6 separate regions of the Mus musculus genome follow, and all the other regions are linked to region 4. The links are chromatin contacts, called in public Hi-C, HiCAR-type and HiChIP or PLAC-seq maps. All regions are on one chromosome and are shown on one strand. Each heading gives the region's core, a stretch centred on a gene start, on an enhancer-like site or on the middle of the called end of the contact. The rest is flanking DNA. Distances are from core to core; before and after follow the strand shown.

Region 1 (4,078 bases), core at 755-3,254, 470 kb after region 4:
TCAACAATATCTCAGCCTAAGCAAGTCTTAACAATGACAATGCCAGTTGACATGCCAGTGTGAATGGAGGGAATGTCACAAGGCCCCATCCCTGGATGAAGAATCGTAGGCAGTTAATGATTGCTGAGAAATGGAGGCTCAGTCTTTTGATTGATGAGCCTTGAGTCCTATACATATAGTGATATACAATCATTTGTTGCTTAGGCACCACGAAGATATCCTGAGAAGCACATCCTTACACAAGCTGTCATTGGACGAACCTCGCAGCTGGTAGGTACAGTGACCTAGAAGGTCCAGGTCTGTCATTCAACACAGCCTGTTGATGCAACCAACAGGCATGATCAACAGGAGGGGCTGCTGCTGCTGGCCCCTCCTTATGTGCTGCTTACAAAAGCATTCCTCTGTAAAGAGTACACATAAAATGATACAAAAAGACAAACACACAGACCAGCAACATAATGGTTTATTACCATAGTCAAGTATTTATGTCCTGTGCACAACCACATGTACTGTTCTTTCTGTTTGTTTGCTTGCTTGTTTTGTTCTGTTTTTTGTTTTGTTTTTGAGACAGTTTTTCTCTGTGTAACAGAGCCCTGGGTGTCCTGGACTCACTTTGTAGACCAGGATGGCCTTGAATTCACAGATATCTACTTGCCTCTACCTCCTGAGTGTTGGGATTAAAGGTGTATGTCAGCACACCTGGCTCTTTTTTTTTTTTTTTTTTTTTTTGACATTATTCTCAAAGAAGCCCAGACGGGTTGTGAACTTGAAATCTTCCTTTACAGTCTCCTCTCTCCAAGATAGTATCTATCTATCCCTCCCTCCCTTCCTCCCTTTCTCCCTCCAGTTGCAGGTGACCAAACCCAGGGCCTTCCTGCACTTGACCGGTAGGTATATTTACATCAGTGTCACCACAAATACAAGAGTGATATAATGTGCTAAGACTTTTAGGGTGGCTATGACATTATAGGTATCAGGGTTCTCTCAGCTCCATTTTGATCTTATAAGACCAGGTGCTGTTTGGTGATGGCTGGATTGTCATGCACACATAACTATGCTTAAAGCCGAACTGACGTGACCTCTGGGACTTGCATTAACAGTGTGAAGAAATGGTGGAGCACAGACAAGAGAGGCCATACATTGATGTATGTTGGACTTATAATACCCAGGGAGGGAGGCAACACTGCACATTTCTTTCTACTTTTGTGTATGTTCTGTTTCGTTATAAAAAGTTCATGAGGCCATTTGAAAGTCCAGTACTTCCCTATGTGGCGAGACAGTGCAGACATGGGTCCTGAGGAAGGCTGTTGGTGAAGCCCAGAGCATCTGAACGACCATCTTCTTGAAGAGGAGCAGGAAGCTTTTCTGATGAAACTTCACGGTGCTGGGGTTGTGTCTAGCTGTGGCCTACTAACTTTGTCACCTTGAGCTCATCTCTTACCTCCAAAGAACTCCAAGGCCAGCATCCTCCATCCTTACCTACCTGTGAGGCAGAGATAGTAATTGTGCCAACCGTATAGAACTCATTGTGCCAAAGGAAGCCATGCACAAACCCACCATGCTCCACCCAAGACAAAGTTAAATGTCCAATGGCAGTGTGGGTGTTTTATTTCCCAACAGAATGGTCACAAGAAATAAGGACATAGAGCCAGGTATGGTGGTGCTTACCTTTAATTTCAGCACCCTGGAGGCAGAGGCAAATGTTTGTGAGTTCCAGGCCAGCCCGATCTATAAAGTGAGTTCCAGGATAGTGAGTTCCTTTTTTCCTGTCTAAAAAAGTAGAAAAAAAGAAAGAAAGAAAGAAAGAAAGAAAGAAAGAAAGAAAGAAAGGAAGGAAGAAAGGAAAAGAGAAAGGAAAAAAGAAAGGAAGGAAGGAAGGAAGGAAGGAAGGAAGGAAGGAAGGAAGGAAGGAAGGAAGGAGAAATGAGGACAGGTCTAGAGTGTATAGTGCGACAGAAAACTATTGGAAGTGGCAATGGTGCCCCGGTGGAATGGAGGAATCTAAGGTCTTTGTCCACTGAGGTCATCTGGAGGTCAATGATGACATCATCATGTTCGGCTCATGATGATGTGTAGAATGCAACCAGAGAACAGATAATTAAGCAAGAAGCGCCAGTGGCAACGGGAACAGTGGAAGCTGTGTGCTTCCTTATTTGGATACGAGGAACTTGGGCAGCGAAGACAAGGGAGCCCTTTTGCAGAAGGATGGGAGTTGAGGGGCAGGAGACACTGTCCTCAGCTAGGTAGAGATGGGAGATGTCCAGCAGCCTGCTCCAAAACTCTGGGAGATTGGAAAAAAAAAATCCAGAGAGAGTTAAGGAAGGGAGCTGGGTTTCTGAGGTCTTGGTGGAAGGTGTCTGATGTTAGAATCAGCTTCATACAACAAGGATGGCCAGAGCAGCACAGGGTGGGCCCCCTTAGTGTCAAACGGGCAGGCAGGTGGCAGTCTATACCCTCTGTACTGTTGAGAAGAATGTTCTGTGGCCTTTGAAGTCACCTCCTTTATGTGACAGGAAAAGGGTGAGAATTAATCGCTTCTCTGAGTGGGCCGTGGTGGAATAGAGCCCCCCAGCTGCTGGAGGTGGAACTGCAGCTGTCTGATACTAGCGCTGGAAGAGAGCCCAGCCCCCAAAGCTAAGGGGAGACACAGCTCAAAGAAAACACAGCCTGCGACAGGCAGAGGCCCCATGGAGTGCTAGAACGGGAAACATTTTTTGTAAACACTGTTCTCTTCTCTCTACTCATCGCCTTTATTTCCACTCTACCTCATACCATGTCTGTCTCATCCTGATGTTAAGGCCAAAGAGCCGGTTAAGACAGGAAAACCTGTATCTGGAAACGTATTCACCTGCTTTGTGCTAAAATGCTCCAGAAGTATGGAGCGTGGCCTTCTGATAAGGGTAAGAGTTGGGAAGGATACATTGAAATCTACATTTGCCTACCCCACCCCTGTGCCTGCCCCTCTTTTCCTCTGCCCCTCCCTGAAAACCGAAGAAAAACATGCATGCTAATTGAACCCTCTGAGCTACACCCCCCACTCTTTTTACTTCTTAATATTTTGAGACATCTCACTAAGTTGCCAAGGCAGGTGTTGAATTTTGACTTTTAGTGTCTTAGCTTCCCCTCTATCACAGATCTGGAATTAAGACATGGCATAGGGACTCATTTGAAAAGCACTCTTGGGGCTGGAGAGATGGCTTAGAGGTTGGCTAAGCCATCTGAACTGACTGCTCTTCCAGAGGTCTTGAGTTCAGTTCCCAGCAACCACATGGTGGCTCATATCCATCTTAATGGGATCTGATACCCAATTCTAACGTGTCTGAAGACAGCGACAGTGTACTCATATACATAAAATAAATAATTCTTAAAAAAAAAAAACCAAAGCCCACTCGAGCCTTGAATTTGTGTGGGGCTGGGATACATTGTTTTTCTGCCAAGGCTTAGTGAGGCTGTATCTATTATCCCAGCTGTGGAAGCTGAAGCAGGAGGATCACTTGAACCTCTAAGTTGGAGACTAGCCTGGGCAACATAGTGAAAACTATTTCATAAAACAAAACAACAATAAATGTTCTTTTTTTGTGTGTGTGTGTGTGTGTGTGTGTGTATTTGAGTCAGGGTTTCTCTGTGTAGCCTTCCCTGTCCTGGAACTCACTCTGTTCACTAGGCTAAGTTCAAACTCAAACCAGCTGCCTCTGCCTGTCTCTGCCTCCCAAGAACTAGAATTAAAGCCTGTGTCACCATCATCTGCCTCAAAATGTTCTATTTTTAAAAAAGATTTATTTATTTATATGTAAATACACTGTAGCTGTCCTCAGACACTCCAGAAGAGGGCACCAGATTTCATTATGGATGGTTGTGAGCCACCATGTGGTTGCTGGGATTTGAACTCAGGACCTTTGGAAGAGCAGACAGTGCTCTTAACCACTGAGCCATGTCTCCAGCCCTCTATTTTTTATACTAATATTATTTTAATATTGCAGCCAAACCTAGTTTTAATTAGTATAAGTATTAAATTAGCAACTTATTGTGGAGTATAAAAAGATGACAATGTTTGTAAGAACATAATGAACCAAAATTT
Region 2 (3,934 bases), core at 803-3,302, 440 kb after region 4:
TGCTAGATAATACACAATGGGAAACTAAAAAGTATACTTAGCAAGTGGAGAACTGGATAGTGTATCTAATTCTAGCAATTCAAAGGAAACTCTCCATGTGGGTTGCTACTTTTCTTTTGTCCATTGTCTGTTCAGAAGAGGGAAGAAGAAGGGGGAAAAAAAAAAAACTAGTTTAAAACCCAGGCGTGAACAGTCTCTAAAAGTGACCTCCAGGGAGAACCGCGCTGCCGGGCCGGAGCTCCTCCCGGGCCGCCGGCTCCACGGGGGCGCTCACAAAGCGGGCTACCGGGCCAGAGTTTGGGGTGCGCTCCCACGGCGCAAGGCTCCTCGAGGCAGAGCCATCCGGAGAAAGGCGACTCGGGAATGATGGCTGCTCGGGGCCAGCGGCTCCTTCCCCGGAGCCTCCTGACCAGTCCCCCGCCAACCGGCCGCCCCCTCCCCGTGCCACTCAACCCGCGCCGCCTCGCCCACCCCGCACCGCGCCCCGCCGCGCCCCGCCCGCGCCCCCAGCGAGCCCTGTCCCCGGTGCGAAGCAAACAAACAACGCGTTCCCCGCCACCCTCCTTCCTCTCTCGCTGACCGCTCGGCCTCCAGCCACCTCGGCCGCTCGCGCCCCGAGCCGGCTCTCCGCGGGGCCACCGCGTAACCCCGGCGCTCCGGGGCCACCTGGCGACCCCCGCCCCCGCCCGGACCCCCGACAGGCTGGGGGGAGGGGAGCGGGGACGCGAGTTGGGATCGCGGATTAAAGTCGCTATTATGCCGCCGCTGGCGGCCCGGCCAGCTCGGCAAGGTGGGGTCCCCCGGTCGCCCGCCCGCACTCGCCCCAGCCCGGCTCCCTTTCTTCTCGTCCTCGCGCACTTGGGAGCTGCCGGGGAGCCCCAGGAACCCCTAGCTGCGGGCTCGGAACTCTGCGACCGCCGCCGCCACCGGCTGGGCTCGGGACGCCCCCCGCGCCGCGTGTTCGCGCCACCCCCGCCCCCGCCCCACGCGGCGCCCCGCGCACTTTCCCTGCCGCCGACCCACCTCGCCCGTGGCCGTCCCCGCACGGGCTAGCGCCGCCGCGCCCGCAGGGACGCACTTTGTTCGCGCCGGTGCGGCCGCCGCTCCCGGCGAGCGCGGCGTGGTCGGGCCGGAGCGGGGGGCGGGGGCGAGGCGGGGGGCGCCGCCGTCCCCGAGCCCCGCGCTCAGCGCCCCGCGCCCGCGCGCCCGCCGCCGCTCGCGCCGGAGTTGGAACCCAACTTTTTCCTCCTTCCCTTTTCTCTCGAACGCAGCCGGCAACTCGTGCTCGGTGCCGGCGGGAGGAAACGCGCTCGCGCTCCCCAGAGCGCAGACACGCTCCCTCCTGTCCCCGTCCCCCCCGACGCCGGCAGCACAACAAAAAGCCATTTACATGCGAGGAAGTGACCCTCGGCCGCCCCGCGCGCCCCCGCCGCCGCCGGCCCCGCGGACGCAGGCAAAAGTTGGGGCGCGGGGCGGCGCTCGGGCCGCGGGTTCGGGCCCCGGCGGCAGCAACGCAGGCGACCGGGCGGGCGGCGCTACGCTCCTGCCGACCGCGGCCCCCGCGCACCTCTCCCCGCGCCCCGCACACGCCCAACTCCCCTCTCGCAACTCCGCGCGGCCGCGGCCCGGCACGGTTTCCTGCCGCCGCCCCTCCCGGGGGCGCCGGGGAAGTCTGCGCTCACCGGCTCGCTCCTTCGCTCGGGCTAGTCAGCCGCCGCGCGCCGTGGGGAACAAAACGCAGAGCGGCTCCGGAGTTGGCTCGGCGGCCGCGGCCGGGGGCTGATCCACGGACGCGGAGTTGGCCGCGCGCGGACGGGGCTCTGGCGAGTTGCGGGGTCTCCGGGTCCCCGGGCCGCCTCCTCCGCGGCGCTCCTTTGTGTAATTCCACTCGATTCAAGTTTAATCCGATAGTTCCCGAGCACGAGCGCGTCCGCACCACCACGGCTCAACCCCCGCGCCGCCGCCGCCACCGCTGCCGCCGCCGCCGCCGCCGCCGCCGCGGCCCCAGCACGCCAGCGCCTGCGCGCGCCCTGCACGCCGCGCGCACGAGCCTCCCGGGCCGCGCGCGCCCGCGGCCGGCTCTCTCCGCGGCGCGCCCGCGCCCGCGCGCCGCCACCTGACGTCAGGCGCGCCTGGCATAATTTATGCAAGAATTCGGCCGGGGTGGCGGAGGCCGCGGAGAGGCCGAGAGAAGGGGGCGGCGCGGCGCGGGCGGCCGCCCCTTCCCGTCCCGCCGGGCGCCGGCGCAGCGGGCGGGTGTCGGTCCCGGTGCGCGGCCGCCGCAGCCTCTCGGGCCGCCTGCTGCCAGCGCTCTCGCGCGGGTGCAGAGGGTGCCACGTTTCCGCGCAGCACCTTCCCGGAGCCGCGGTGCGCCGCCCTGGGGCAGGAAGCGGAGGCCCGGAGCCCGTAGTGACCCCCCGCCACCGCGAGGGGTGGCCAGCCCGGTGCGGACCGAGGAGGCTAGGGGTGTTTGGGTGTCTCTTCTGTAATTATCCTTCAACTTGAGATGATTTTCCCACACGAAATACCTAGGATGGACGCCTTTCCTTTCAAATAGATCCATCCCTGCCTCACCACTTGGCTTTAACTGACGTCCTCGGTGATAGGACAGCGGGATCTGCCACTAAATCAAAAAGTTTTAACTAGAGAGCATTGATTTTAGTTGAATTTGTTAGCATGCCAAAAAACGAAGGGATAGCGCAATGGTTATGAAACAAAGAAATAGGATGTGTGCCCATTTTTAAACGTGTCAGAACTGGAGTGTTTTCATCATTCCTTCGCCAATGTGGCACTAAATATCATCTTCCAGCTTTGAATAGCCGACCTTCTTGCCCATTTCTCTTTCCGGTACAAGATGAATATTAACCTTGAAGACATTTTTTAAATTAGTTTCCCTCTTGTGTAATAGATATTTAAACATTTACTAAGCATCTTTTGTGTGTGAAACACGGAGCAGATTTATAAACGGTCAACAATTGTAAACTCCAGTATGGTTTTATTAGGCTAAAGACTGCACTCACTTATAAATAAGGAAGGAGGTTATACAGCCAGCTATGACAGCTGTGTAAGTGCTATTGAACTCAAAAATCGTAGAGAAAAGGCAAAGCATGCTAATCTGGCCCACTGATGGTTGTACTACTACTGAGCTTAGAATCACACAGTTTTATATGGACAAATGACTTGCCAAAACTGCTTCATTTATACTGCAGCTTAATCAGTTAGACATCTATCTCCTAATAGAAATAGTTTTACTCTTTTTTTTAAAAAATTTTTTTACAATTGTTGCTTATTTAAGTGCATTGATTCTGGTTTTCTTTCGCCATAAGTTGGATTTCTAAAAGAAACATAGTCATCAAATAGTTTACAGATAATCAGAAGAAAACATTAACACTACAGGGAAAAAAATGTGACATTGAAAATCTACTTTTTTATAGCTCCAGTATCATAAACCAAAAATCACAAATCTAATGTAAGTCTTCCACTTATAATAAGTTTATATCCCTCAAAGTAAAACTATCATAGATACTTGGGGGGGAATCTCACTTGTCAGACTCGCATCTATTTCAAGACAACTTACAAGCTAAATAATATGACCTCTACATTTAATGAAAGTATAACGTTTAGGCTCCAAGTGACTATGTGGAGGTCTCCTGTTGTGTCCTTGTGTATTTCACTAGGACGTTGGGACACTAACTTTTGTAATGTGCCAAAGATAAACACAGTCAGTGTGGGACATATCAGCCACATCTCCCCTCCCTGACTTAATATCCTCCTTATCCGGGAAGTCCGGGTTAGAAGTCCAGGCTTTCAGAGGTTCTGCTGGTGCAGAACTCCAAGGGCCTTGAAAACCCGAAGACCCTCAGGCGCAGACCTAGGCAGCTTTGTACCGGCTAAGCCTCAGCTCCCACCCACCCCCCACTACCCTAAGCCTGGA
Region 3 (3,768 bases), core at 482-2,981, 420 kb after region 4:
TAAGGTCACCAACGGCCAGCTGACCACAGATGTGGGTGGAGTCTAGCTGAGATCAGTACAGATTGACAACTCACAGAACTGCAAGTGAACAGGATGGTTGCTGTTTAAAGTGCTGAGCTTCAACGCCACTTGTAACACAGCAACAGATAACTGGCAAACCTCACTAGGACTGAAGCTCCTCTGTCAATGTGCTCTGTCACTTCTCCTCTGTCACTTCTGTGCCCCATTCCCCAGCTCCTGAGAAGCTCTGGCAGGGAGAGACTGGTCTAAAACAGTGGGCTTTAGTGTACAACCAAAATCAGTCTATATTCCCAGAACTCAAGCTAGAGGGTCTCAGCTCAATGGAGTCGCGTCTTCGCAGAAGCTCTAATGGATGGGGAGTACATACGCAACCTGAATTCAGTTGTCGTAACCACTCAGGTCAAAGTTAGAAAGAATGCTTGAACTAAATAGGAAAGGGAAACTGGAGGGGTTTTTTAAACTTCTGCATGTTCCCACTTTTGCGCCCTCAACATGTATGAAAAAATTAGTGCTAAAGCAAGGGGGAAAGGTTGAAATATTTTCCACATTCACATCCAACTATACAGAGAAGCTATACTCTCTAGGAAAATCCTCATTCCCAACAAAGAACTCCCAATACAGCCACAGGGCAAAAAAAAAAAAAAAAAAAACAATCCACTCACTGGGCAGTGGTGGCACACGCCTTTAATCCCAGCACTTGGGAGGCAGAGGCAGGTGGATTTCTGAGTTCAAGGCCAGCCTGGTCTACAAAGTGAGTTCCAGGACAGCCAGGGCTACGCAGAGAAACCCTGTCTCAAGAAACAAACAAACAGACAAACAAACAAACAAAATCAATCCACTCACCAGTGATACACTTAACAGTAACGCTTACATTGGGAAGTAAAATGAAAGATACAAAGATTGCAGGGCTTCTTTGTACAGGTACACAAAACCATCACTGCAAGAGGCTGGGACTCAGAGTCAGAATCTAGTCCACCATAGTCCCCATTTCCTGCGTCCCTAACAAACTGGCCCATGGGCATTTCACACACACTCTCTCAGAGCTACTGAGTAGCCCAGGGCTGCGACCTATAAAGACATACCCAATCTCATTCATTCATATTTATATTCCCTCATTCATATACTCATTCATTCATATATTCATTCACTCACATATTCATTCATTCATATATTCATATCCATTCATCCCCATTCCCCCTCACCCCCAGCCGCATTTTACCTGCAGTCTGCTGATTTATTTGAATTGCTGCTACTGTAGATGACATTCTGAATTACCCCAATTTCATGTTGGAAAATAATGCATTGTGTTCACCTTCCATTAGATTATTTTTAGCCTAAACATAGTATGCACAAAACTTACTCTCATCGAACACTAAGACACAATTCAGACAGACTGCTGTAAATCCGTGAGGCCACCTCTCTGAACAGTCCTGTGCTATAAGGCAATGTCAAGAGCAGCACCACCACTGCCCTGGCCTTCCTCTCATCGCTCCTTTAGAATACATGCACAGGTACCACTGTCCCCTTCAGAGATGAAGCAACTTTCCCAAGATCACATGGGTAAGGATGCTAAGAACCAGGTCCTCACACAGAGCCCACAATCTCTAACATTCTGTGTGCTGCCTCACAAAGCATCCACCACTCAACTCCAAGGCCTGCTGGGTAGTAGCACATGTCAGCCAGCCAACCACAACCTTGGCACAGGAAAATGACCAGTGCGGAGTCCAGCCGACCCAGGCAGTGCAAAGGCAAGAAGCTTCCCCTAAGGTTCTACTGAGCCCTGGGCACACAAACAGAATTTTTTTTACAAAGCCCACTTCACTATCCCATTTCATACCAAGAGAGTACCTCAAGAGGACTGAGCAGAGCTTGGCACAGGTGATGAACTAGGTCCTTAAGCATTTGTTTCTTTTCATTTCTGTGTCTCATTTCTGTGTCGTCTCCTCCCTGAAACAGCAGCAGAGAGGCCCCGGGAAGGAAGAAGGAGAAGCTCCTCCCACAGCGAGGAGACATGGGCTGCTTACATCTGAGGTCAATCCCAGGCAAAAGGACTAATAGTCACCAGGGTGGTGGCACACACCTTTAATCCCAGCATTCCAGAGGCAAAGCCAGGAGATCTCAGGGTTTGAACCTAGCTTGGCCTAGAGAGTAAGTCCCAGGAAAGGCAGTGTCACAGAGAAACCCTGTCTCTAAACAATAACAACAAAACAAACAAAGACATGAAAAGAGTGGGTGCCATAGAACAGGCCTAGCTCTACAGGACCAGAAACAATGGTTAAGATATCACTGTGTGAGGCCAGGTGTGGTACCACACGCCTTTAATCCAAACACTCGGGAGGCAGAGGCAGACCTCTGTGAGTTTAAGACCAGCCCGATTCACATGATGAGTTCTGGGCTAGCCAGAGTTACCTAGCGAGACTCTGTCTCCCAGCCCCCAACAAAAGATATCAGTGTGAGTACAATCTGGAAGTGACTTCAAAATTCTGAGTTCATCTGAGTGGTCACACACTTTGGGGTGGCATTAAATATGTGGTTCTATAGCTAACTGTGTATAAACCAGAGCTGAAGGAGGGCCTCTTACATTATACACAGCTTTTCTGGTTAGCTGAGCACACTCCACATTTCACTAGACAAAAGGGGAAATGAAAGACTCTGACAGATATGTAAGCAGGAGGTGTCCTACGGTTGGTTAGCACGCCCTTGGTCTCCTAATTCTCTTCAAGAACACTGATGCTGTCCTCACTGTGCACTGCCCATTTCAATGCCTGAAAAGTAGGACGGTCATCTTTACCACGAGCTCCAGGCTTCCTAAGGACAACTGAGGCCCAGCAATCCTCCACCTCCTCTGAGTATGCCTTGGTCACCGGCATCCAAGCCTTGGTCCTGGCTCAATTCAATGAACACTTAGTATATGCCAGACAAGGGGAAGACCCACTCACTACCCTGTTTATACACAAGCCCAATTCCCCGGACAGAAAGAAACCAATCCCATGCCTTGAGCCCTGGCAGCCTTCAGCTCCAGCACCCATGCCCTGCTTCCTCTTAAAACCTCTAATTAGACATGTTAGAAATCTTGAAATGACTATCATTTTACATGAAATCATTCTCTATGGCTGGCAGAGGAAGAATGTCTAAGAATATCTAACGCATTTGCCTCTGAAGGAGACCATCTACCCTATACTCTTTTTTTTTTCTCTTGTGGAAGAGGCACCGGTTATAAGGAGGCATGTTCCTGTCAGCATGCTGGTACGCATGCCCATGTGCACACACACAGAAGCCACAAGACACTGTCTTCCTCTAGTCCTCTCTCCTTTCTTGCTTTTCACAGGGTCTCTTAGCAGAAGTCTGCTAGGCCGCTAGCTATCTTGGGACCTGTCCCACCTTGCAAAGCTAGGGTACAGGCATGAACAGCCATGCTTGTGTTCACATGGGTGCCAAGGAGTCAAACCCAGGTCTCCATGCCAGCATCTCTCTACCCTATATTCTTAACCCATCCATCAGCTAATGCACAGTCCTCTCAGATTATCCGAGATGCAAAAATCTAAGTGGTCCCTTCTTGCTTTGCATTCCTTAGTAACTGACCTTAAAGTGAGACAGGAGCTGTTTCCCTACCTCACGTACAGTACTGTTTAATGCTATCGCCTACATCTAGACTCAGATACCTACCTCATTCACGGTGGCTAGCAATACATTTCTTGCTTTACTGTGTTAGTTTTAATAGAGTTTGTCATCACTCTTGACAATCCT
Region 4 (3,976 bases), core at 1,019-3,518:
TTTTCATTTTGCAGAACAGAATTGTTTAATATTTCATTTCTATCACCTGCTCATTTTAGGGCAGCCCACACATGACAGGAAGGGCTCCCCGGAGAATTGCTTAAAAGGTTAAAGCTTCCGACAAGCAGCCATCCTGAGGCTCTGCTTCCCGGCGGTCGCGCGCCCAAGTCCGCCTTCGTTGATGTCTCAATGCTGCCCTCTGCTGGCGAGTGGAGCACCGGCATAGCCTGGAAATGAGACACTGAGAAGCCACAGGAGCCCAGCGGGGCTGTGAGAAGCGTGGAACACATGAAGTTTTCTACCTCCTCCAAGGGCATCCCGACCTCTTCTGAGGGTCTTTCAACTGCTCTTTCGCCAGCATGGATTCCTCTGCCAATTTTCAAGTTGTCTGCACACCAATAATGGCGAGAAGCCATGTGTCCAAAGGCTTTCCTCCCTGAAGGACTGATGGATGTTGAAGATGCCTGACAAGGTCAAATGAGGTCAAGTTGAAAAGAGCGACAGTGCATAGGGTGGACAGGTCGGATCTGAGGATAAAATACAAACGTATGCCACCAGCCACAAGCCCCATAAAATCCTCACAATGGGAACCCAATCCCTCTACTCAGCTAGCCCAACCCACATCACTCCAGCAGTCTTTCTTTTCCAGGTTTCAATTATCTGTCCTCACCCACGTTCTGAAAATGTTACGTGGAAAGTTCCATACATAAGTAAGTTGTACGTTTTGTATTGAATGCTATTCTAAGTGGGGCAATGACACTTCACAGTATCCAGTCCCTTCCTATCTGGAATGAGAATCGAACCTTTGTTCTCTGTATCCACACTATATAGGCTACCTTCCCGTTACTCACGTGACCCTCAGCTCGCTTATTGAGGTATCACAAAGTTTGTGCTCAGTAAACCAAATTTACTTGTACAACAACCCCTTCGAGCAAGACAGGCAATGCTAGGAATTTAGGCGTGCCAAAGACAAGTTGGAAAGTGCTTTTGATAAATGGGAAGGTGCTATAATAATAAGCTTAATAAGAAAAGAACAAAACGTCTAGTAACATTGTTAAGATCTACACTTTCAGAAAGACATTTAGAAAACAAGAGAAAATGACTATTAACGTTTGTTGTAATTTTCTGTCTTACTGCTCTCGTTAACCTTTTCCTGAACCTTGTTGTAGGTTAATTTATAGATTTAACTTACTAATTTATAAGTTAAATTTTGACCTAGGTGTGTATATGTAGAAATATATTAAATATACCTAAGGATATATGTATCAGTAGGATGAATAGTTTCAGGCTTCCTCTGAGGGTCTTAGAATGTGCCCTTCATGATTAAAGGGTATACTATCTTCTCTCTGCCTCCACTGGAGCTGGCCTGGGGGAAGGTCTCAGCAACCCTCCCTCTCCATTCCATGTCCAATCATAGCCACATCTGGTAGCTGCCAGGCATCCCAGCCTTCAGTCCTGGCTTTCTCAGGCCCATCCTCCACATTATGGCAAAGAGATCTGCGTTGAACAAGTGAACTAACAGGCTGTTCTTATTATGACATTGAAGAAAGCCTTATACGTTCAACTAAACCCGGCTATTCAGTGAGTGCTTTTAAGGATTCCTCATAAACTGATTAAAATTACCAGGTGTCAACGGAGTATGGTGGTACACGTCTGTAATCCCAGAGCTTGGGTAGTAGAGGCCTGAAACTACTCAAGGTTGACACAATTTCATAGCAACTTAGAGGCCAGCCTGGGCTAGTTGTAGACCTGTCTAACAAAGAAGAAGACGGCAATTACAAGTGAAAATTTTGCCTCTGAGTTATATGAGGTCAGCCTCACCGTAAACACTCTCCAAACTCTACAAACCAGGTATTTTTCTGTTCTCGTGCCTTGTTTTGTTTTGTTTCATTTTGCTTCTGTAAGGTTTCAAGTTGTAGCCCTGGCTGTCCTGGAACCTAGTCTGTATTTCAGGCTGGCCTTGAACTCATGAAGATCTATCTATATCTGCATCCCAATGGCTGGGATTAAAGACTTGAGCCACCACACTCTTGATCTCTGTTGCTGTGATAAAGCACCAAGACCAAAAAAACTGATGAAAGAAAGGATTTATTTTGGCTTATATAGTTCCAGAGGGATATGAGTTCTTCATGGTGGAGAGGCATGGCTGCAAGTGGCTAGCATTCTGGATAGATGACATTTTCAACCATGAGCACAGACCAGAGAAAGCAAACTGTAAGTGGGGCAAGGCTATAAATACTTACCACCCGCCCCCAATGACATACTTCCTCCAGCAAGGCTACAACTCCCTAAATAGCATTGTCTACTGGGAACCAAGTGTTCAAAAATCCCAGGCTGCAGGGGAAATTCCCATTCAAAACAACAGGCCAGATTATGGTTTTCTGAGTTTCAAAAAATATGCCTGGGTCTGACTTGCTGCTGTTGGTAACGCTGCCTTGCATGGAGCTGGCCCTCTCTTGCCTCACATATTAGTTTGTCTTTCAGGACTCAGACTTTCCCCCAAGCATCTTCTCTACTAGTCCCACTGATTTAGACGTCTATTCTGCATGTCCCAAATACCCCTTTCTTCGTTATAACTCTACGGAGCTGCTTAATAGTCTGTTTATGTGTCCATCTGCTCTCCTCCTCTGAGCTGCTTGCATGTCAGCACCATCTGATTCACCTTCATAGCTCCTGGAACTAGCACGGAACATGAGTCATACTTGAGTAATCCCTACATCTTCATCACTAGAGTAAATAAAGGCAGGGGGAGACGTCTCATTGCAGGAAGTCTCAGATGTGCCTACTAGCCCCGGCCGTCTGCTTCCACCTGCCAGCTAAAGCTTGCTGGGCTCCACTGGGAGTTGGAAGGGGCAAAGCAATTAAACTTGGAAGTCTCTGGCCTGTCAGGTTCACCTAGAGCATCAGACTTTAATTAGATGGCAAGGTAGCACTGAGCTTAGCCCTGAAAAGGGAGGCTATCATTGGAGGAGAGGGGGAAAGCAATTCCAGAGGCTCGGGAACGTGGCAGAGATCCAGGCTGACAGGTCGGCAACACTGAAGACCCAGGAGGGCCACATCAGTGCACTGGGCACACAACGAAAGGATATTGCCGAAGTTAATAGACAGCTCAGGAAAAGGAAAACTTAACTGTGGATTTTGTGTGCTAACGTCTTACATTCTGCTTCAGACTCATTTTGTTGCTAGGACAGAATAGGACAGAGTGGGTAATTGATAAACAGGAAAAAATCATTTCTTGAAGTTATAGAAGCTAGAATTCCAATGTAAATGTGCCAGCATTTGGCAAGGGGCTGTCTTGCTTCCAACGTGGTAGAGGAACTCACAACACCAAAGAGCGCAATAGTGCTCACTGGAAGATCTTCCCAGCTGACACGGTCCAGCACAGGATCCTTCCTTTTGTCCCCCACCCCCACCCCCGCCCCAAGGCCGCACACCTAAAGGCTATCCACATGTGAATTTAGGATGTGAGTTTCCAACAGTGGATCTTTGGAAGGCAAGGTCCAGCTAGCATGTATCCCTTCTAAGGCCTCGGGACGAAGTAGAAAGACAGGCAGCGTCTAAGTGTGGACACAGCGAGAGGCTCAGATGAATCTCATCCTGTGTCTGAGGCCCCGCCCCTGAGAACACACCCACACCCAAGACTCAAACTCAGCCTCTGATGTCCCTGCTCTCCCTTCTTGTGTTTCTTCACTAGAAAGCTTCCTCTGCTGTGAAAAGAGATCCAAAGACAGCAGGGGTGGGGTGTGGCTACTGATGGACAAAGGACCTTGCACTTCCTCACTGGGGGGTCCTGGTGGATCATCCCATCTCTCAAACATGGTGCATTAATACTGAGACCCTCCTAGAATCCAGATCCCTTAGAGCTTCCAGCCTCACCGGGTCATAGTCAGAACTGGGAGACACAATTAAAGAGCTTTGTTCCCAGCCTACACAGAAGGCCCACCCTTGCCACCTTCTGCGGGCACAAGGGGGATGA
Region 5 (3,920 bases), core at 1,115-3,614, 500 kb before region 4:
ATGCAATTGATTCATAATCTAAATAAAAGAAAAGAAAAGAAAAAAGAAAAAAAAATGTTCCCCACATACTGTCAGCAGGAATGCCCAGGACTCAGTTCTAGGACTAATGTCTTATAATAACCTCGCCGGAAGATGCAAGCCTGCCCCTCTGTTGTACAGCTAGCACGTGGCTGACCCCTGTCAGGTATGGCTGACCCCTGTCAGTCAGGTGTGGCTGCAGCACCAAGCAGAGGCACTCAGCCTAAGCAAAGACTGGAAAGGACCGTGAGGCCATATGAGGAGCATGGAGCTCGCCCAGCGTTTAGTGCTGTTCATTTGAGGCAGACTCAGCTCAGAGGAGGTCTGTGCCCAGGATCATTTTTCTTGTCAGCCTGGCATTCCTGCTTTAAGAACTACAGATACAGCTTTGGAGATGGAGTGGTTGGTGAAACCCTTGTTTCCCAAGCCTGAGGACCCAAACCTGGATTCTCACAGTGCAACAGTTCATTTCTCCTCAGGCAGTGGGGACAGGAGAATCCCTCAGGACTTGCTACTCAGTGATCTCCTTTAGGGAGATACCCTGTGCTGCTTCACTCGGCACCTACCTGGGCTCCCACATTCAAGGCAAACTCACTGTGAACCTCAAGGCCTCCCAGGCTCAGTGCTGGGTCATGAAGAAGATGCTTGACAGAAACTTCTGACACCACATATGCACACACACAAGTATGTGATGTTCACAAATATATACAGGACACACACACAAATATATACATCCATATACAGGACACACACAACTCTAGGCCGTGTAGGTAGGTCATTGTCCAAATGTTTGCTGCTCAGTGCCACTTGCCATGCTGAAGCTCGGAAGTTTCTTATTTTATATGTAGTAATAGGAAGCACTTAGAGCACAGAGGATAATGAAACACAGCAAGGGTTTTCTCTAAATACACGGTGGTAGTATTTAGGGTGGGGAGAAGTATCGTTCTCACAGGTCTTGGGTGGAAATGCAGATCTCTGTTCATAGCATTGGGAGACTCAAGTTAAATGAAAAAGCCCGGGACTTGTCAAAAACTGATTAAATACTGACTGCAGTTTGTGTCTTTCCTCTCTCCTCACATGTGGAAACTGATAGGGCCTGTTCTTCAGTTGACAATAGCAGAGAAGTTCACTGTAAGCTTGACAGGTAGCCAGGATTCTGTTATCTCTTGTATGTCGGTATTGCTGGTAGTTGTGGTACATGGAGAAGTTGTGTTGTAAATGACCTGAAATGACCCGGCTTTGGTTACGAAGGCGCTGGAGATTCTGATGCACATATTTCTTCCTGTCATAACTACCACCTGCTTTTCTTCCTCAAATTCTGGGGCCTTTCAGTGTATAGGGAACTGACTTTACATCTCAAGGGTCTTTCCCTACTTCGGGTCATTTCCCACTGGAGACGGTCATAATAATTTACCTCTTTATTTCTTCTATTCAGAGGGTCCTGTTTGGGAGCAGTGCTTAGAAAACAGCAGAGAACAAGAATCTTTGCAGTAAGAATGCCTTCTTTCATGGGCAAGAGGAAGAGGGGTCAGGGTTGTCCCCTATCCCTACCCCCCCTGCCAGTGGCTGCTAGAGCCTTCTCAGCCTTCCTCGGGGTTCTTCTAGGTAGGCAGAGAGGACTCTTATCAGCTCATTCTAACTTACAAGGCCTTGAACAAGTTGTAAGAGTGTATAGCACTAACTGAGTTAGGCGTTTGATATGAATGACCATATTTGAGCGTCTGGATACCAGATGAGATGCTGCAGGCTGTAATCCGCTGGCTTATGTACTCCGGAGCACCTGCAGTTTACTCCAGGGCGTATGATCAGGTCTGGCTCATCAGTGTGCAGATTGGGAGGCTGTCGGAAGTGTTTGCTTTGCCCTCTGTATCACTTTCTCCTATCACTGTCTGCAGAGTGTGCTGATACTCTGCAGGGTTTCCTGCCCAAGACTGTAGTAGGAAAAAGATGATCTGCTCATGAGCTGGGAGGAGCGTGAGGTTTGCTGGGTGGACTGAAGCCTGACTTGGAGGTGTGCTTCGTACCGGTCTCTGTATTCTCCGCATTACCTTTCTGTAAACCTGGGACCATGATACGCCCCCCTTTTGAGATCACTCTGCCTAAGCTTAACTTTTTCCACCTAACTGCTCTTCTTGTTTTCTCTTTCTCTCTTCCTTTATTCTTATGTAGGCCTGACCAAAGATGGCAGTAATGAAAATATTGATTCTCTTGAGGAAGTCCTTACTATTTTAGCGGAGGAGAGTTCAGATTGGTTTTATGGTTTCCTCTCATTTCTCTATGATATAATGACTCCTTTTGAAATGCTAGAAGAAGAGGAAGAAGAAAGCGAAACTGCAGATGGTGTTGATGGTACGTCACAGAATGAAGGGGTTCAGGGAAAGACCTGTGTCATTTTGGATTTGCATAATCAGTAACTTCAACTCAGGGACTGAAAAGCAGTGGGTTGGAAAACGGAGCTGCCTCCTCTTCCTTTGCTTACGCAGGGCTCAACGTGCAGTGGGGCAGTTGTGACTTCAGATAATGCCACCCATATGATCCTGATCATCCTGCCCAGCACAGCCACTTAGCTAGCCCCTCGCTTGGCTCCCTCCACACCCAGAAAGGAAGTGGTATTCCTCATTCCTATAGCTGTTCACAAAGTGCATTGGAAATGATGTTCTTGGTAGTATAATTGGTTTCTGTATCATTTTATCTCAACTTATGTATTCACTGAACTAAGTTGGAAATTGTGTTGTACTTAACCCTTGATGCTTGTCTTTCTCATACTTTTAATGATAGTTCTAATGGGAGTGATTCTAACAATATTTCTGGCATGACTAATCAGCGAATGCTCCTTTGTTGACCTTTAACTTGCCTGCTGTGTAGTGAAGCTGGTACTTTTTAATCTGTAATTTCTTTAGGTTAATTGACTAGTCATATAAGTTCCTACAAACTTGTTAAAGTTCTGTATTAATGGTGCTTTTGACATAATTTAAAAATCCTATGTTTTTGCCTTAGGGCAGTGAAGTTTCTGAATTCAGACACTAATAGGTTTGAATATGTCCATTTCTGAAATCAGAATTTGTTTTCAATTTTATTTTCAAATATAAATCTAGAGAAGGTAATTTGTAACTTTTTTTGGGGTCACCCTATTATAAAAGAGGGAGAGTGTGAATGTGCGTCTTGCAGAATGTTGTACATATTAAAACTATCTTTCCTGAATTAGGCTTTTCCATTTTTTACTAACTTATTACCTGTTGATTTGTGAGTTATGTATAATATAATGTGTAGAATTGTAAATTAAATTTATTGAACTGGTCCTTCATTTTTAGGAGAAAAAATTCTTTCCCAAACTATGAACACGGCAGTAGCTTTGTCTTAGCTTTTTGAAACTGAGTTCGCCTCAGTAATACAAAATCAGTTATTAAAAAAATCAGTTATTAGCTCTATATGCATCCATCTCTGAAAGGACGTGTTAGTGACTACCCTTGTGACTGAGCCGTGCGCCACCTGACAGGTTTACTGCTGCCCTTCCAATGACTCTCAAAGTGTCTAGCTCCCGTTGAGAGCCTCTAAAATTCTGCTCAGCTTTGGGTCTTCATGTGTTTTAAACCAGAGTACACTGGAGTTTCAGACAGTTTTATTTAAGTATCATTCCCAGATATTCTCTGTTTTTACATAGTTACCTTCATCAGCCATTTGCTCTGGGATGACGAAATGCCAGCTGAAGTAGAGTTCCTGAAATCAGAACACAGCAGTTCTCTCTCTAATGTCACTACTCTTGTACATGGTTCCATGTGCCACTCATGGGCCAGGGCTTCCCCAAGCTTCAATGGTTGTTAGGAGTTTTTCTCGTTCTTGTGTCCAGCGAGTGTTTTACTGTCAGTGAGGACTTGGTCAGAAGCTGCTTACACTCCAGGGTG
Region 6 (3,865 bases), core at 148-2,647, 380 kb before region 4:
AACAAATAAGGATACTCTACACCAGTCAGTCTGTTTTTTGTTTGTTTTGGTTGTTTGTTTTTTGTTTTTGGCTTTTGGTTTTTTGGTTTTTCGAGACATGGTTTCTCTGTATAGCCCTGGCTGTCCTGGAACTCACTTTGTAGACCAAGCTGGCCTCGAACTCAGAAATCCGCCTGACTCTGCCTCCCAAGTGCTGGGATTAAAGGCGTGAGCCACCACGCCCGGCTGTCAGTCTGTTATGTTAGAGGCTATTTTCCAAGACTGTACAAATAGCAGTTCTTCTGAGAGAAGATAATGATCATATATGTTTTCTATTCTTTCATATATATACATATATATGAACATGATATATTATATATTGCATTTTATACATATAACACTATATTATTAATCTTAATATTATAATATGTATACATAATACAATATGGTTTTATTAATACTAATAATATGACAATATTAATAATATTAATTAATGTTACTTAAATATACAATTTTAATGATATATTATATATAATATCATAAAGTACAACATTATACTATTAATATTAATGCTACTGCAATATTAATGATTTTATTGATATTATATTAATTAAATAATTAATAGTAATGATATAATATTATATATGAAATATATTATGTAATGTTCTCAGATATGTATATATATGAAAGAATAGAAAACATATATGGTCATTATCTTTTCTCAGAAGAAATGTCATTTGTGAGATAAAATAGATATATATACACACACACATATATGTATATATACACATATACGTATATATATAACCATGGGTATGTACTCATGTGTATGTGCATCCACATCATGTACTTAGAGGTCAGAGGATGACTTACAGGACCTGGCTCTCTCCTTGCAATATTTGGGACCTGGAGATGAAAATCAGGTCATCAAGCTTGGCAGCAAGTGCCCTCACCCACTGAGCCATCTTGCTAGCCTTTCCTGGGGCAGCCTCAAAGATGTCGTTTATGAAAAGAATACCTGCCATTAAACTATTTCACATTTTTGTTTTTTTTTTCTTTTCCATATTCAGTCTCAGTATTTTCTCTTCCCGTTTTACAATAAGAATCTCATTTCCAGTGCTTTTATGGAGAGAGGGAAGAGCAGAGCAATTCATAATAGAAGCTGTTCAGTAAAAATTACCTGTGTCAAGATTCCAGTTGGTGTTGGCTTGAATCCTGTAAATGTTAGTAAGAAGTTTCATTAGCTGCTTGTGGCACATTTGTTTAGGGTAGAAAGGACTGTCACGTACACTCACACTGTCATCCCTTGAAACACAAGCAAAACAGTGTTTGGGTTCAGGAATAAAAGACTGTAGGTGGCATATGGTCAGACTTGGAGAGCAAAGTCAATGTGGAAAAACCCAGCCAGGGAAACCATCTGCAGCCCTGGAATATGATAGCTCCCCTGTGGCAGTACAGCGTGCTTGCTAATTCCTGGGCTAGTCCACTAGCGGTTAATGATAACCTTGTCGTTAAGTTTAGATTATCTCATTTTATGTTTACATGTAAAATGTGGACCAAACTCATCATCTACTTTTAATAATGAGACAAAATTTTCAAGGTCTTATGTTTTCCTATGAGATGTTTTTGTTCATAAATAAGGAAAATCTACAGAGGTCAAGGGATGAGACCCCCAAATGTCACCCTTCACAGATGGTAACACTGTCCTTTTCCAGGAAGGAATCGAATCTGGGGACCCTGGCACGGATGATGGCCGGTTTTACTTCCACTTGGGGGATGCCATGCAGAGGGTCGGGAACAAAGAGGTACGATTAACTGGGTTTGTGACTTTATTCCAATAGATGATAAACTAGTGGGTGGGGACTTTTACTGCTGGGAATCAGTTAGAACTTTACAAACGTTCTTAGCGTAACTTATGAAGCCAATGTTCTTACAAGATCTTTGGGATTTGGATTTTACAGTTTATTTTTTCCAGTTGGTGTTTTCAGATGTGTAATCTGAAAAGCGCCTCTTTTTTGGGGGGGGGTGTGTTTGTGTGTGTATCTGTGATTGTTTGTGTGTCTGTGTGTGTGTGTGTCTGTGTGTGCATCTGAGCGAGTGTATCTATGTGTGTAGCAAAAGATAATTGCCTTTGAAAAGTATAGTTGAAATTAAGAAATACAGAGTTCTCTAAAATTGATTTAATTTTTAAAACCATTTACATATTTAATGTTTTACTTTGGAATTTCTGCAGTAGTCATTTTTAGAACCAACTATTTGACTAATCCTTAGCATAGTGGTCTTAACGTTTAACCATGTACTTTTCATTTTCAATTTAAGCTGAACATTTATAGCCAGGGCAGTGGCAGGTACCAACGCAAACATGCATGGATGCAGTAACTGAAACAAGTGAATTTTCTTCCTGATCATTACCTTTCTCCTGCGTACAATTGTCAGCCTGTGTAAACATGACATCAGTCGTGAGGTCATGTACCACAGATTTCTAGCCCTTTTATGACCCCCATGATTTGCCTGCCAATAAACAAGGCCTACCTCTTCCGCCCTATACCACTGTAGAAATTCTACTTCAGCTGTCTTCAGAGTCTGAAGATAAAAACACCAACACAACAGTGACCCTTTGTAACCACTGCCCTTCATATGTGACACCTAAGGACAATGCAGCTTCAAATTTCTAGATTTCATAAGAATATAAGACCCTCTGGGCAGCTAGGGGCTCAGAGAAGCAGTGTGACTGCGCAGTCTCCTGCAAGAAACAGGAGTTATTCCGAGTAGTAGCACTTTGATGATTGACACTGTTTTCTTTCTACCTTTCTATTCATGTGTACCTTCCTCCTTTAACCTACCAATCATCTGACTAAAATAGAACGACGCTAGAAGTGAAGAGGAGGGGAGGCGTTGCTGACGGCAGTCATTATTCTGTACCTTCCTGCTGTAAAAAGAACCCTCCTTTGGATGAGGAGGGCAAGAAAATGTCTGCCACAGTAGCCAACACTCGGGAAAAGTCTGTATTCAATTTCTGTAAATATAATTGTCACTAATTAATTTGTCTTTGAACATTCCGTGGTACAGGGCAAAGACAGATAAAAGAAATCTACTTTATCTCATATCTTAGATGAAAACAGCTCTTACTTCAAGGACAATGAATTCACTACTGAACACTTGTTATGAGCCTGGTGTTTAAGCCTAGGGGCTGTTATACCAGCATAATTATCATTAATATGCAAAGAACCGCACAGTTCCTGAATTTGGAAAGTTCATAAGGATTCATGCTTACACAGAACAGAATCAAGCCCATAGACACCCCATGTTAGCATAACCCAATACTAAGTGTGGAGTCTGCGTCAGAGCTTACCCACTGGGAAGCAGCCGCCCTCTGCGTTTGCCTCTGTGGAGCTCACTGCTGGTCTGAGAGAGGACGCACACAACTGGGAGGCAAACGCACAGCCTCTGCCACAAAGACTGCTGAGACAATGGATCTCTGTGACTATTTCTGGTAGTATGGAGGAGAAAGAGGAAGACAACCCACGGCAGCCCTGGAGCAGCCAAGCTTCAGAGGCTTCATATCGAGTCCACATTGTCTTCAGCTCTGGTCTCACTCTCCACATGCATGCTCACACATCTCCAGCCAGTCCGAGGGCACTGCATACTGCTCGCACAGCAAGCTCCCTTCTCCTCTCCGCCATTTTTCTTTTAGATGGTCTCAGGTTCCTTTATTGCCAACTCCTGAATCAAAATTGGGATCAACCTTAGCTCCTCCCTCTTTCTCTCCCTTCCTGAGGGCAAGTTCCAAGGATCAGAATTCCTGGGCTCATCAGTAGCCCCCCTTTCTTCAGGGCATGTTAATTCCAGTTTCTCATCAGCCACCTCAGTAACTCGTAAGCACCCC

What was found. A called contact is a pair of places that touch in the nucleus more often than the background predicts. HiCAR-type assays count read pairs that join an accessible place to other places. HiChIP or PLAC-seq counts read pairs in DNA pulled down with a chosen protein or histone mark.
Region 1: a HiCAR-type map of Th17 cells shows a contact between it and region 4, with 7 times the contacts expected there. The contact joins two enhancer-like sites. A contact is called at or near these places in 1 of 39 promoter capture datasets (the C10 cell line), 3 of 15 datasets of contacts at CTCF or cohesin (embryonic stem cells and large pre-B cells), 10 of 484 Hi-C or Micro-C datasets (B cells, the HL-1 cell line, the N1E-115 cell line and 3 more), 2 of 115 datasets of contacts at active chromatin or transcription factors (Th17 cells and embryonic basal ganglia) and 1 of 9 other capture datasets (embryonic stem cells).
Region 2: an H3K4me3 HiChIP or PLAC-seq map of bone marrow-derived macrophages shows a contact between it and region 4, with 5 times the contacts expected there. The contact joins the promoter of Chd7 here to the enhancer-like site in region 4. A contact is called at or near these places in 20 of 39 promoter capture datasets (the 3T3-L1 cell line, 3T3-L1-derived adipocytes, the C10 cell line and 12 more), 1 of 484 Hi-C or Micro-C datasets (bone marrow-derived macrophages), 16 of 115 datasets of contacts at active chromatin or transcription factors (Th17 cells, bone marrow-derived macrophages, craniofacial prominence and 10 more) and 3 of 9 other capture datasets (embryonic stem cells, liver and macrophages).
Region 3: a contact with region 4 is called in an H3K27ac HiChIP or PLAC-seq map of microglia, with 11 times the contacts expected there. The contact joins two enhancer-like sites. A contact is called at or near these places in 5 of 115 datasets of contacts at active chromatin or transcription factors (bone marrow-derived macrophages, embryonic basal ganglia, large pre-B cells and 1 more) and 1 of 9 other capture datasets (embryonic stem cells).
Region 5: a contact with region 4 is called in an H3K27ac HiChIP or PLAC-seq map of microglia, with 5 times the contacts expected there. The contact joins two enhancer-like sites. A contact is called at or near these places in 1 of 15 datasets of contacts at CTCF or cohesin (large pre-B cells), 1 of 115 datasets of contacts at active chromatin or transcription factors (microglia) and 1 of 9 other capture datasets (embryonic stem cells).
Region 6: a Hi-C map of cerebellar granule neurons shows a contact between it and region 4, with 2.5 times the contacts expected there. The contact joins two enhancer-like sites. A contact is called at or near these places in 10 of 39 promoter capture datasets (the 3T3-L1 cell line, 3T3-L1-derived adipocytes, HPC-7-derived erythroid cells and 5 more), 2 of 15 datasets of contacts at CTCF or cohesin (both in the NIH/3T3 cell line), 59 of 484 Hi-C or Micro-C datasets (B cells, the C2C12 cell line, the CH12 cell line and 38 more) and 22 of 115 datasets of contacts at active chromatin or transcription factors (the NIH/3T3 cell line, PVALB interneurons, VIP interneurons and 18 more).

What each region holds. Positions count from the first base shown.
Region 1 is chr4:8,665,352-8,669,429 of GRCm38.p6, reverse strand. No RefSeq gene overlaps it. Among named protein-coding and RNA genes, the nearest start is that of Gm8273, 20 kb to the right of the region's middle. Within about 2 kb of position 2,004, at least 126 of the 459 cell types and tissues checked have an H3K27ac peak or open chromatin away from gene starts, as enhancers often do. A contact at or near this core is called in the N1E-115 cell line, Th17 cells and bone marrow-derived macrophages, where this site is marked.
Region 2 is chr4:8,688,524-8,692,457 of GRCm38.p6, reverse strand. It overlaps Chd7 (chromodomain helicase DNA binding protein 7), which reads right to left and starts at 2,052. Exons shown (of 38, transcript NM_001277149.1): 1 at 1,683-2,052.
Region 3 is chr4:8,708,649-8,712,416 of GRCm38.p6, reverse strand. The region is part of intron 1 of Chd7 (chromodomain helicase DNA binding protein 7); the gene reads right to left. Among named protein-coding and RNA genes, the nearest start is that of Gm46841, 6.7 kb to the left of the region's middle. Within about 2 kb of position 1,731, at least 48 of the 459 cell types and tissues checked have an H3K27ac peak or open chromatin away from gene starts, as enhancers often do. A contact at or near this core is called in microglia, where this site is marked.
Region 4 is chr4:9,132,198-9,136,173 of GRCm38.p6, reverse strand. Gm50597 (a long non-coding RNA gene) reads right to left here. Exons shown (of 2, transcript XR_001784233.1): 2 at 1-464. It overlaps Gm34288 (a long non-coding RNA gene), which reads left to right. Exons shown (of 4, transcript XR_881105.2): 2 at 650-710. Among named protein-coding and RNA genes, the nearest start is that of Gm34288, 8.4 kb to the left of the region's middle. Within about 2 kb of position 2,268, at least 41 of the 459 cell types and tissues checked have an H3K27ac peak or open chromatin away from gene starts, as enhancers often do. A contact at or near this core is called in the N1E-115 cell line, Th17 cells, bone marrow-derived macrophages and 2 more, where this site is marked.
Region 5 is chr4:9,629,220-9,633,139 of GRCm38.p6, reverse strand. All of the region lies in intron 3 of Asph (aspartate-beta-hydroxylase), which reads left to right. Among named protein-coding and RNA genes, the nearest start is that of Asph, 38 kb to the left of the region's middle. Within about 2 kb of position 2,364, at least 105 of the 459 cell types and tissues checked have an H3K27ac peak or open chromatin away from gene starts, as enhancers often do. A contact at or near this core is called in microglia, where this site is marked.
Region 6 is chr4:9,512,508-9,516,372 of GRCm38.p6, reverse strand. Asph (aspartate-beta-hydroxylase) reads left to right here. Exons shown (of 24, transcript NM_023066.3): 19 at 1,695-1,784. Among named protein-coding and RNA genes, the nearest start is that of Asph, 150 kb to the left of the region's middle. Within about 2 kb of position 1,397, at least 8 of the 459 cell types and tissues checked have an H3K27ac peak or open chromatin away from gene starts, as enhancers often do. A contact at or near this core is called in cerebellar granule neurons, where this site is marked.